Linked DNA regions of Bombyx mori: region 2 is linked to region 1. Evidence: chromatin contacts called from public Hi-C data. All regions are on one chromosome and are shown on one strand. The core of a region is the stretch at or near the end of the contact, and the rest is flanking DNA. Distances in the headings are between cores, read along the strand shown. Region 1 overlaps LOC101740658 (elongation of very long chain fatty acids protein AAEL008004). Region 2 holds the start of LOC101740658 (elongation of very long chain fatty acids protein AAEL008004).

Region 1 (5,514 bases), core at 1,929-4,428:
AAGAATGCAACATGTTTGTCAACCCCAAGAGTACTATTTTACTAAAATCTTTAGAAAGGCGAACGTATGACTTTGGTAAATAATTTTTTTTTTGTACATTTTTGAGAATTCGTTGTGATCTAAAGGATAAGACGTCCGGTGCAATCGTATCTACCGATGCACCGGTGTTCCAATCCAGCAGGCGGGTACCATTTTTTCTAATGAAATACGTACTTGAAAAATGTTCACGATTGACTTCCACGGTGAAGGAATAACATCCTGTAATAAGAATCAAACTCGCAAAATTATAATTTGGGTCATTACTGGTGGTAGGACATCTTGTGAGTCCGCACGAGTAGGTACCACCATCCCGCCTATTTCTGCCGTGAAGCAGTAAGGCGTTTCGGTTTGAAGGGTGAGGCAGCCGTTATAACTATAGTGAGACCTTAGAACTTATATCTCAAGATGGGTGGCGGAATTTGCGTTATAGATGTCTATGGGCTCCGGTAACCAGTTAACCGCATCTATGCAATAAAAATAAAACTATAAATCTATTTGCAGGTTCAGTTCGTATTGATCTTTAGTCATCAACTCCAAGTCCTCTTCAGGCCGTCGTGTCAATACCCTCGTGTCTTCGTCTACTGGATCGCGATGCACGGCTTCTTATTCTTGTTCCTCTTCAGCGATTTCTACAAAGCGAGGTACACAACCGCCGAGAGGAAATCGAAGGCTCAGAACGGACTTTGTATGGTGAGTTAAAACTTATTCTGATAACTAGCTTTTGCCCGCGACTCTGTCGGCGTGGAATTGTTACTTTGGCATAACGCTAAATTTTACCCCCCCACTTCATTTACGTAGAAAGTGAAAATATTATGAAACATTTTTTTTTGTGCTCCACTTGTATTGGTCTTACCGTGATGTTGTATATAGGCATATAGCCTTCGTCAATAAATGGGCTATCTAACACTGAAAGAATTTTTCAAATCGTACCAGCCGTTCCTGAGATTAGCGCGTTCAAACAAACAAACTCTTCAGCATTATATATTAGTATAGATTTGAAAAAAATATTCATTGTGTTCGCCGACCTTTCATTGGAAACAACTCGTTGATATTTATTTGTAGATTTAAGACAATTTTTTTTTGGCTGGTCTGATGTATGTACTCCTAAACCGCACGATGATGAGTGATTACTAGAGCCCATAGAATAACTACATAAACGCCAGAGCCTACGTCGAGTCATTCAGTTGAAACTTATATTGAACTGTAAACTTAAACCTTAGAACTCATATCTCAAGATAGGTGGCGGCATTTACGTTGTAGATGTCTATGGGCTCCGGTGATCACTTAACCTCAGGTGGACCGTGAGCACGTCCACCCACATTAGCTTTAAAAAAATATTAAAAAAAAGCTATCCTACTCTTGAAAATGCTGACCGAGATATAGTCAAGCATGTAAGTCTGGTTCCATATTTGGAAATCAGCCAACCAACAAACAAACATTTCCATTACCATTTAGTTTAGTATTAAAAATTAATAAGCCTTCAAATAAAGTACCAATACGTATTGGTTCTCGTTTGTAATAAGCAAAACACATTTTCAACAAATCAATAAACCTTATAGTTAAGGATTATTGACAAATCACTCAAGGCGTGCATACATCTTCATATCCTCTCGACAGCTGAGAATTAATTGCCCTCAATGTCTATGTACATTATTTTGCAACTTTAGATCCTTATGTATTCACATCCTACGATTCAATACATACAACTTCATTAACTGCAAATTAATAATAAATCTCATTAAATGCGTTATAGTCAAATGCAAAACAAAATCTTTTTTGTGAGTCACTTTGTTTTGGGTATAGAGAAAACCGGACCTCAATAACAAAGCAATTCTAAAAATGTCGGTTACTTCCAAATGTTTGCAATACGCGGGTATATTACTCCAAGAACGCAACTGCTCATTTTAGAGGAAGATGTAGACCTAAGAAAAAATTGGATGGATTGCGTGAAAGACCATATGTGTAAGAGGGGAGTGAGCCAAGAAATGGTATATGACCGGGGGAGAAGGGCAGGAGAATGATGATGAACGCAACTGCTCATTCACCGGTGAATTCTTTAGTGCCATTTCATGGTGGTACCCACGCGAAGAAATTATGCTAGGCACTACACAGCACTTGAATCATTCTTGACATAATGTTACATTGTAAAAAAACGTCTCAGTAATATTAGTCGATGTAAAATTTTCGAAGAACTACAATTTCGAGGGGGGAACGTCAATTTGGTTTAACGCTACATTTTTTGCAACTTTATAAGAGAACCCTTTTTTAACAATTTGAATGGGGTAAACTTCATTGATGTTCAATTAAAAACATCGAACTGTTGATACTACTCGTAATCTATACTATCTATACTGATATTATAAAGAGGAAAGATTTGTTTGTTTGCTTGTACTGAATAGACTCCAAAACTACTGAACCGATTTGAAAAATTCTTACACTGTTTAGAAGCTACACTATCCCCGAGTGACCTAGGCTATAATTTTTTTTTTAATTAGTGATCCTTCCTAAGACTCCAATAATGTTACGAAAATTAGAAAAAAATAGATAAAAACAAATATTATTGAAATGAAAATAAAAGCTCATTAAAATAATTATTATTATTCAAAGTACCTTTATAATTGTCTATTTTTAGAAACCTGACGCAAATATAAGGCTTAATGTGTGTATCATATTTTTGAAATTTTTGTTAAAGACCCTAGCAAAGCCGGAACGGGCCGCTATACCACATAAAACGGACCTTTAATTAAAAATGATAAATTTCGCTTAAACCAAATAGACATTCACCCTTCGATATGTACGTAGACAACGTTTAGATCGTTGATTGGTCAATTATACTTTCCAGGCGGTGATGGACGACAGCTCGAGTTCGCTGAACGGCAGGAACGGCTACAAGCAGGAGATGGGGTCGGAGGTGCCCAGTTCGTACGCCTCGTCCGGGGCGGACGCGTTCGTGCGTCGGAGACCGCTCTCATAGTGCACGCCGCGAGTGTGCGACGCACATCCTTTCTCGACGTGAACAAACTTAAATATCTCACACAGATTATCTTTTGATGTGAACAAACCTGAACGTGACACACAGATTATATCCTTCACTGTGAACAAACCTAAACGTGTCACACAGATTATATCCTTCGATGTGAACAAACCTAAACGTGTCCCACATATATCCTTCGATGTGAACGAACCTAAACGTGTCACACAGATTATATCCTTCGACGTAAACAAACTTTGACATGTCGCATAGATTATATCCTTCGATGTGAACAAACTCATACAGTGTCACGTCACATAGATTAATTACCCTTTGTAATGTAAAACAGCTCGCGCTCTGTTATCTTCCTAATGTTTACAATGCACAAAATGTCACGTTGTCAAGTTCGCTTCAATACTCTTCGGCCTTGTTTTCAGTTTAGTACAAAATGTTATCGATAAAGCTGTAGAAATTGTTAAAACTTACATTGTACCGTCTTGTATTTTCTTTTAAACGCGTTTATAAAATGTAAAGATGGGAACTGTGAAATATAAAGAAATCACAATACGTACTGCGTTCGTGCGCCGGGTGTAAATGAAATGGCGTTTTTGTATTATGTATGTGTATATATATTTTAATCATAGAGTATAATAGTTATGGTAATTGTAACTAGGTGTACTGAAGGTAAACGGATTTTTGTAAATATAATTTTATCATGAGGTCGCCGCGTGCAGGTCTTGAATCATGTTACCATAGATAAAATATAGTTAGGTATGGTCCAGTGTCGAACTATTGCGTACCTTGCTGCTACCTGTAGGACTCAATACTGTGTATTGCCTTCTTCCAATCAACTATATAATTGTTTTTATGTTTTTTATTAAACTTATTACAGTATTCAAATAAAGAACAGAAAATCCGTGTTGTTCTACACATCAATTAATTGACTTGGGGTCTTGAAAATTTGTATTAGCTAAAATGTATTGGGGGAACCAAAGGATGCTTTGTATTAACACAATGTATCCCGCAGTCACTATTAAATATTAGATTTTGCAGTATTTTAATAAAATAATGACTTGAATAAATGTATAACATCACACAATAGTTTATAGACATAGGAATATGTATTTCAAAACATTGAGTAAAACTGATGCTCACTTCGTCGTATGCGATGTAACGAAAATGAAAAACGTTGCCTGTAATTTACAGACAATGGTCAAGTTCAAACAATAGGCTAGTTGATTAATAACGCCTTTTATAAAAGCTTTAAGGAAATTTAATTAAAAATAAAACCAAAAATTTAATTGAATAAATTGCTGACAAATAATGGCTTTGTATGCAATGGCTGCGTAACGAATATTTGTATAATTTACATGGCCAATGTTAGCCTTGACGTCGTAACTTACTACTGCTCTCTCTGTCTTGTATGAAATTAAGTTGATATTTATTTTATTGTTGAACAGATTTTAAAATGTTTTCATTGATCGCGTGTACAGTAGATGTGTATGGGGGGGTACTAAAAAAATAATCAACTCTCCTATTATTCCCAGTTCACCTAATAGGAGCATAGAACGAATTATAAGGTAATAAATTAACGCCTTCGTAAAATTCCGACTAAAATCTCGTTTATGGGTACGTGTCAAAAGTATATTTACAAAGCATTTTCACGGAATTTTAGTTTTACGACAAGTGAGAATCGGTGTCTAAACATCCATTATAAAACTTGACAAATTTTCTTCAAACATTTTCTTCATTACGTCACTTGCTACGTGCTTCTTATTGTATTTAAAGTGTAACACTTTTAAACTTCTCTTATTTATCAATTAGTCTAACTGTATAATATTCACTGTCTATTTACGATAAATTATGTCGTGGACAAAATTTCATTATTTAAACCAAAAACTATTATATAGACTACATTATTGATACATTCGCTACAATAGGGATGTTATCTTGTTTTTTTTTTTTTGTAATCAATAATGTTATGATACGAAATGTAGAAAATAATGAATCCGTTCAGGAATTACAAATTGAGAAATAACATCATCACTTTGTTTCTTAGACTTTGTGGTTTGTGCTGTTGCATATTAAATATTCTAAGTGACATCCCTATTGTTTTTGCGACTATGTAATGTATTCTTTTTTGGGAATAGTGTGCACATTATTAATGTTGTTTTGTGTTTTTTTTTTTTATATTAAATTATCGCGCTCGATTGATTCGCTTGGATTGCGCCGCGCCAGCGCTCGGTGCGTCCGGGTGCCTCAGGTCTGCTCAAGTAAACGCTACGAGTTCACTTTATTACAGCATTAATTATTTACTTTAATAAACGATTTTTCAACTTTTGTGTTTTTTATTTCGCTTGTTGTTTGCGGATGGGACGTAAGTTTATACTTCACATTTTTATAACTTTTTTTTTATTACTTATTGGCAATAAACCTACTCGAGTCGGTTATTCGACCATAAAATGGTAAATGTCATTAAAAATAAATATGCGCCTACAAAAGTT
Region 2 (5,514 bases), core at 2,021-4,520, 36 kb before region 1:
TCAAAATAGTATATGGTAATTTACAATTTTAAACAAAGAGATGGATAGTCGAAAGACTGATTAATGAAATTTTAACGTTACTAAATAACTAATCTCGCCATAAATACTGTTACATAAAAAAAATAATTTTTTGGACTTTTTAATTATTTTGAATTGGGAACACATATGATATTTTAAAAACTTCTTGCAATTTTGCGCTATTTCACATATTTTTTCGTGTTCATTATCAAATTTCAATATGGAATGGTGTGTTAAAGAAAATAGAATTGCAGCGATCGCCTTGCACAATTTGGGTATGGAGCCTTCGGTCATATTCTAGACACTTCAAAAGCTTGGTATCAGCCGTGTGTTCGTATATCGTATTATCAAGAGATACAACAACACTTCGTATGTCGAAGACCAGAAAATATCGGGGCGGCTGCGTGCGGCTAGAACTGCAAAGGCTGTTAATGCTGTTAAAGCCAGAATTCGTCGAAGCCCCATTAGGAAACAAAACATCTTATCCCCAGAAATGAAGATTCCCACTAGGACTCTGTCACGTATTTTAAAACAAGACCTGAAGCTCAATGCTTATCGTCGATATACCTACAGGACATGCCTTAAATCAATCTTTACAATTAAAGACAGTGAAGCGATCCAAACGTCTTCTGTCGCGATACGCAGGTGAAAGGCACAGAAATATTCTCTTAACCGATTAAAAATTTTTCACGATTGAAGAACACTACAATAAGCAAAATGATAAAGTGTAAGCTCACAGTTCTAAAGAAGCTGCTCAAGGGATCGGAAAAGTACGACGTGGTCATCATCATGCGTCAGTGATGGTTTGGTGGGGCGTGTCCTATCTAGGAGTCACAAAACTACATTTTTGTGAAAAAGGAGAGGAAACTTCAGCCAAAGTGTAGTAATAGTAAAGTATACAGTCTTTGATCATATTGTGAAACCTCGCAGCAATACACTTTTTGAAAATATACCGTGGACTTTCCAGCAGGACTCTGCACCTGGTCACAAGGCACAAACCAAGCCTAGCTTGAAACCAACGTTCTGAACTTTATAAGAGCTGAAGAATGGCCCTCGTCTAGCCCAGATCTCAACCCTTTCAACTTCAAATTATGTTCAGTTTTAGAGGACATGGCCTGATCTAAACGAGACGACGACATCGAGTCTCTTCAAAAATCTTTGGACTCGCTACTGCTGCGAAGTTTTCCAAGGAAACAGTGCGTAAATCCATACATTCGTGGCCAAGCAGATTAAAGCCAAAGATGGCCATTTCGAATAGAATCAAAACAACACGCACTACACTATGATGATTAGTGGGTGAAATAAGATAATCATAACTTAATGTAGGTATGTTTGTCATTGTTTGTAATAGATTGGGGGAAAAGTATTTTCGCATTATAGTGATGAATTTGTAATAAAATCTCTTTGGCTATACTATTTGTATCTGGCTGGTTTTGGTATCATTAAAAGTTTAAAGAATATAATTCCAAATTCAAATTAGGAAAATGTGTGATTTTTATTTATTTTTCGTACTGTCAAGATAAGTTAATTTAATGAAGAAATTGGATATATTGTAAAATTTTGCAAACATGCAACGCAAGCCGCGAAAAATATTTACGATGTTTATGGACCTAGTGCAGTGTCTGTGAGAGTAGCACAAATTTGATTTAAGCGTTTTCAATCCGGAAATTTTGATCTCAAAAATGCACGTCGCGTCGCTCTGGTCGCCCTATTACGGATAAAATGGATGCCATTTTTGAAAAAGTTGAGCAAGATCGGCATATCGTTAGTTACGACGTAGCTAAAGAACTGGGAATTGATCACAAAACAGTTTTGGCACATTTGAAAAAAAATGAGGTACACAAAGAAGCTCGATATTTGGGTACACAAATAAGCTCGATATTTGGGTACACAAATAAGCTCGATATTTGGGTACACAAATAAGCTCGATACTTGGGTACCTCACGAGCTCACTGAAAGAAACCTAATGAGCCGTGTACTCATTTGTGATTCTTTATTACCACGTAATGAAACCGAACCATTTTTGAAGAAGCTGATAACTGGTGATGAAAAGTGGATCACGTACGACAAGAACGTGCGAAAAGGGTCGTGGTCAAAGGCCGGTCAGGCTTCACAGACTGTGGGTAAACCAGGGTTATTAACTCGTAACAAGGTGGTGCTATGTGTGTGGTGGGCTTGGAAGGGTATTATTCATTATGAGCTTCTACAACCAGACAGGACCATCGATTCTGAAATCTACTGCGAACAACTGATTAGATTAAAGCAACAAGTTGAGAGAAAGCGGCTGGAATTAATTAACAGAAGGGGTGTGGTTTTTCATCATGATAACCCTAGACCTCACACATATTTAGCCACTCAGCAATAATTAAGAGAGCTTGGCTGGGAAGTGTTAATTGCATCGGCCGAATAGTTCTGACCTTGCACCTTCAGATTTCGACCTGTTTCGGTCTCTTCAGAATTCTTTAGGCAGTGTCAGGTTAACATCACGAGAGAACTGCCTGCCAAAACCAATTGTCGCGGTATTTTGATCAGAAGCCCCAAAATTTATATAGCAATGGGATCATGTCCCTACCTATAAGATGGCAAAAAGTTATCGAACAAAATGGTACCTACATACTTTAATTAAATGTAAATAAACTATATTAATTTTTTTTGTGAATTTTCTTAAAAAATGCGAAGAAACTTTTCCCCAACCTGTTATTAAATAATTGATTTTATCAACAGTGAACAAACAGCATTAAAAAATAGCAATGTACACACACAATCCATAACTCCCTATCATTGGACCAATAAATTTTATAATTTATCATACCTAATCAATCTTGATTTTATAATTTTAACGCCAAGTCCGAAATCTTATTAAAAAAGCTTGGCGTGATTTTAAAGCCCCTACGCTTTTAGCAGGATCGCGAGATGTGCCAATAGTTTTATTTTATTATCTACTTAATTCAGTGTTTCTTCAGTTCTAAGCATATAATACAGGTGATTTATTGACCCCTTAACATTTGTGAAGGTAGGTGCACTAGTGGTAAAAAATTCAATAAGGACGAGGGACGTGGCTTTTCGGATTCTTTAAAAAAATCCATAGAAGTTTCAGTAAATTCTCAATATTTTACTGAACTTTTACTTATTTTCATTTCATCGCATATTCAATTTCATATAAAAACAGCTTCTTTTCTTTCCGTTCCATTTTATTTCCCACCATTAAATATCGTCATCAACGTTAGATGTTCGAAAAAATCGACTAGAAAAAGACGCGAGGGTATAGTCAACAATGACGTTTTGGCCAACCAAACACGCACTGCGCAGCCCTACTTAGGTGGGTGGTGCCGGAGTGGGTTGAAATAATTCTATTTTAGAAATTTTGTTTGTAGTTTTGTAAATTTGATAGATAGCATATATTGTAATCATTATTTTTAGAAGTAAGATTGACCTACATGATAGTATAACTGAATTGAAGCAATATATCTTAGGGAAAACCAGTGTAAGCTATTTTATAACCTATATTAGTCATCAAGAGATTGGATCTTATAGTAATAGACGGTTTCTAGATTAACTTATCCCTTTTTTTAATCAACTGCTTGAAAAACTTCTTCTAAAGTCTTTGTACATCGATGCGATCAAGGGTAAGTGAAATTCATAAAATTTGACTAGTTTATTAAAAAAAATATTTTTATGAAGCTTTACTTTCAAGAAATCAAAATTTTGAAAGTACATACAGAAGCCGCATTAGCTAAAATAACAACTATAGGTTTCAATTATACAGCCCTTCTAATAAATTGTAAAAGTAGATAAAATATACAAAGCACTCAATAAGATATTGTTGAAAAAACAAACCTTAATTAATTTTATTAGAAATTGGATCTTGAATTTATGATAAAAAACACTGTTTTAACTACGAATAATATAAAAAACGCCAACTGCTCTTGCTATCCAATAGAACTAAGGATAAAATTAGTGGAAATTTGAATAGATATAAAAGTATTAGAATGAAAATATGCTTCAAATTATTTCACAAACATAAAACTATAACCTTTCAAAGATATGGTAGGTATATGGTATATGGAGAGCATTGATAACATTTTTAAACGATAGAAGTTTCTTGATGAAATCTTTCACTGTATTCAATTGCAAGAAGTATAGATTAGAGATTTTCTCACCCATCTATCCATTAAGAACACAATAGATATGTGGAACTCATGCTTTTTCATGTTGTACAAGGGCAAAGCCAAAATACTGTTCATATGACTTCCTAACTTATGTTACTAATGGTGTCTAACTAGTGTACTAATGTGCTGACTTTTTAAAGTAATATCACCACAAATGTAACAAAGTTTATCAGGATCATTTTTGCTTTCTTTTTTTTTTATTCTATTTAATAATCACTTAACTATAAAAACAAAAAAAAAATTCTACGCTCCTCAAATAATAAATTCTTTGAATCTGAAAATGCAACTTAAAAGTGGTTAATTTTGTGGGTAGTAAAAACCAAACCTGAATAAGTGAAAATGTATAAGGGTGTCAAAATGAGGGTTGGAACATAAATTAATTAAATAATTGTAATTTCAAATTGGATAAACATTTGACACCAAGGATCTCTTATCATGAAATTTCTGAAACCCCAAGTCATGCAAACTGTCAAACCTCAAGGCACTGTTAGTTATTTCCATGTGCAAGGAAACAAAAAAAAAAATTTTTTTAGCAATTTATATTATGAATCATGGAAGAGTAGTGAGTGCAAAATTTCAACTTCTGTGAATGTTTTAGTCATTCGTGACCACCAAAACTGTAATGTTGAAAAATACATACCTATTAGAAAACTTGTTGGAACAATAGGTCAGCTAAGAATTCTCAGTTCTAGTTATATAAAAAAGCAGATATTTAGTTGATGTTAGGTTTTGTATTAGTCAATTAGCAATTTTTTTTTCAATATTTAATAAAATACATACAACTAAAAAACAATTTTTAAAATTTTGCTACTTCTCAGATAACAATGTCTGCCACCAAAAGAACACAAGTTTTGAAAAGATCATTACTGATACAATTTATAATAAAAAATAAACATAAATTAAAAAAGACAGTAAACTAAAATTTTAATTATTATCATGATATTTTTATTAAATCACCGATAGTATTGTAAATGAAAAGTAGATATGATGTAACATTAAAATTTTTATTTGAGAATTCAGTTATGTAACATTTGTATTGCAACAGATTATTGCCAAAAGCTTAATCTGTGTCGGCTGCTGGAAACATATTTATAACTAGTATGTTAGCTGCTTTATGTGTTAATAAATAAGAATTCCAGTCACAACATTCTAAATGTGTATTTTATGGCTTGATTTTTGCATTATAATAGAAATTTACACTGATGGTAATTATTATTGTTCAATATACTTTTCTACACAATCTTAGCATAAAGTCTATTAAAAGAAAACAAAATATAAAGTAGCGTAATAATTGTTAAACTATTTTTTTTATATTATTTATAAAATT

Evidence for each region. A called contact is a pair of places that touch in the nucleus more often than the background predicts.
Region 2: a Hi-C map of midgut shows a contact between it and region 1, with 1.6 times the contacts expected there. The contact joins the promoter of LOC101740658 here to the enhancer-like site in region 1. A contact is called at or near these places in 2 of 7 Hi-C or Micro-C datasets (midgut and whole pupa).

What each region holds. Positions count from the first base shown.
Region 1 is chr22:6,761,750-6,767,263 of ASM3026992v2, reverse strand. LOC101740658 (elongation of very long chain fatty acids protein AAEL008004) reads left to right here. Exons shown (of 9, transcript XM_004931890.4): 8 at 541-729; 9 at 2,882-5,348. The coding sequence ends at 3,013. Among protein-coding and RNA genes, the nearest start is that of LOC119630208, 29 kb to the right of the region's middle. Within about 2 kb of position 3,178, at least 3 of the 8 cell types and tissues checked have open chromatin away from gene starts, as enhancers often do.
Region 2 is chr22:6,798,049-6,803,562 of ASM3026992v2, reverse strand. It overlaps LOC101740658 (elongation of very long chain fatty acids protein AAEL008004), which reads left to right and starts at 3,270. Exons shown (of 9, transcript XM_004931890.4): 1 at 3,270-3,644.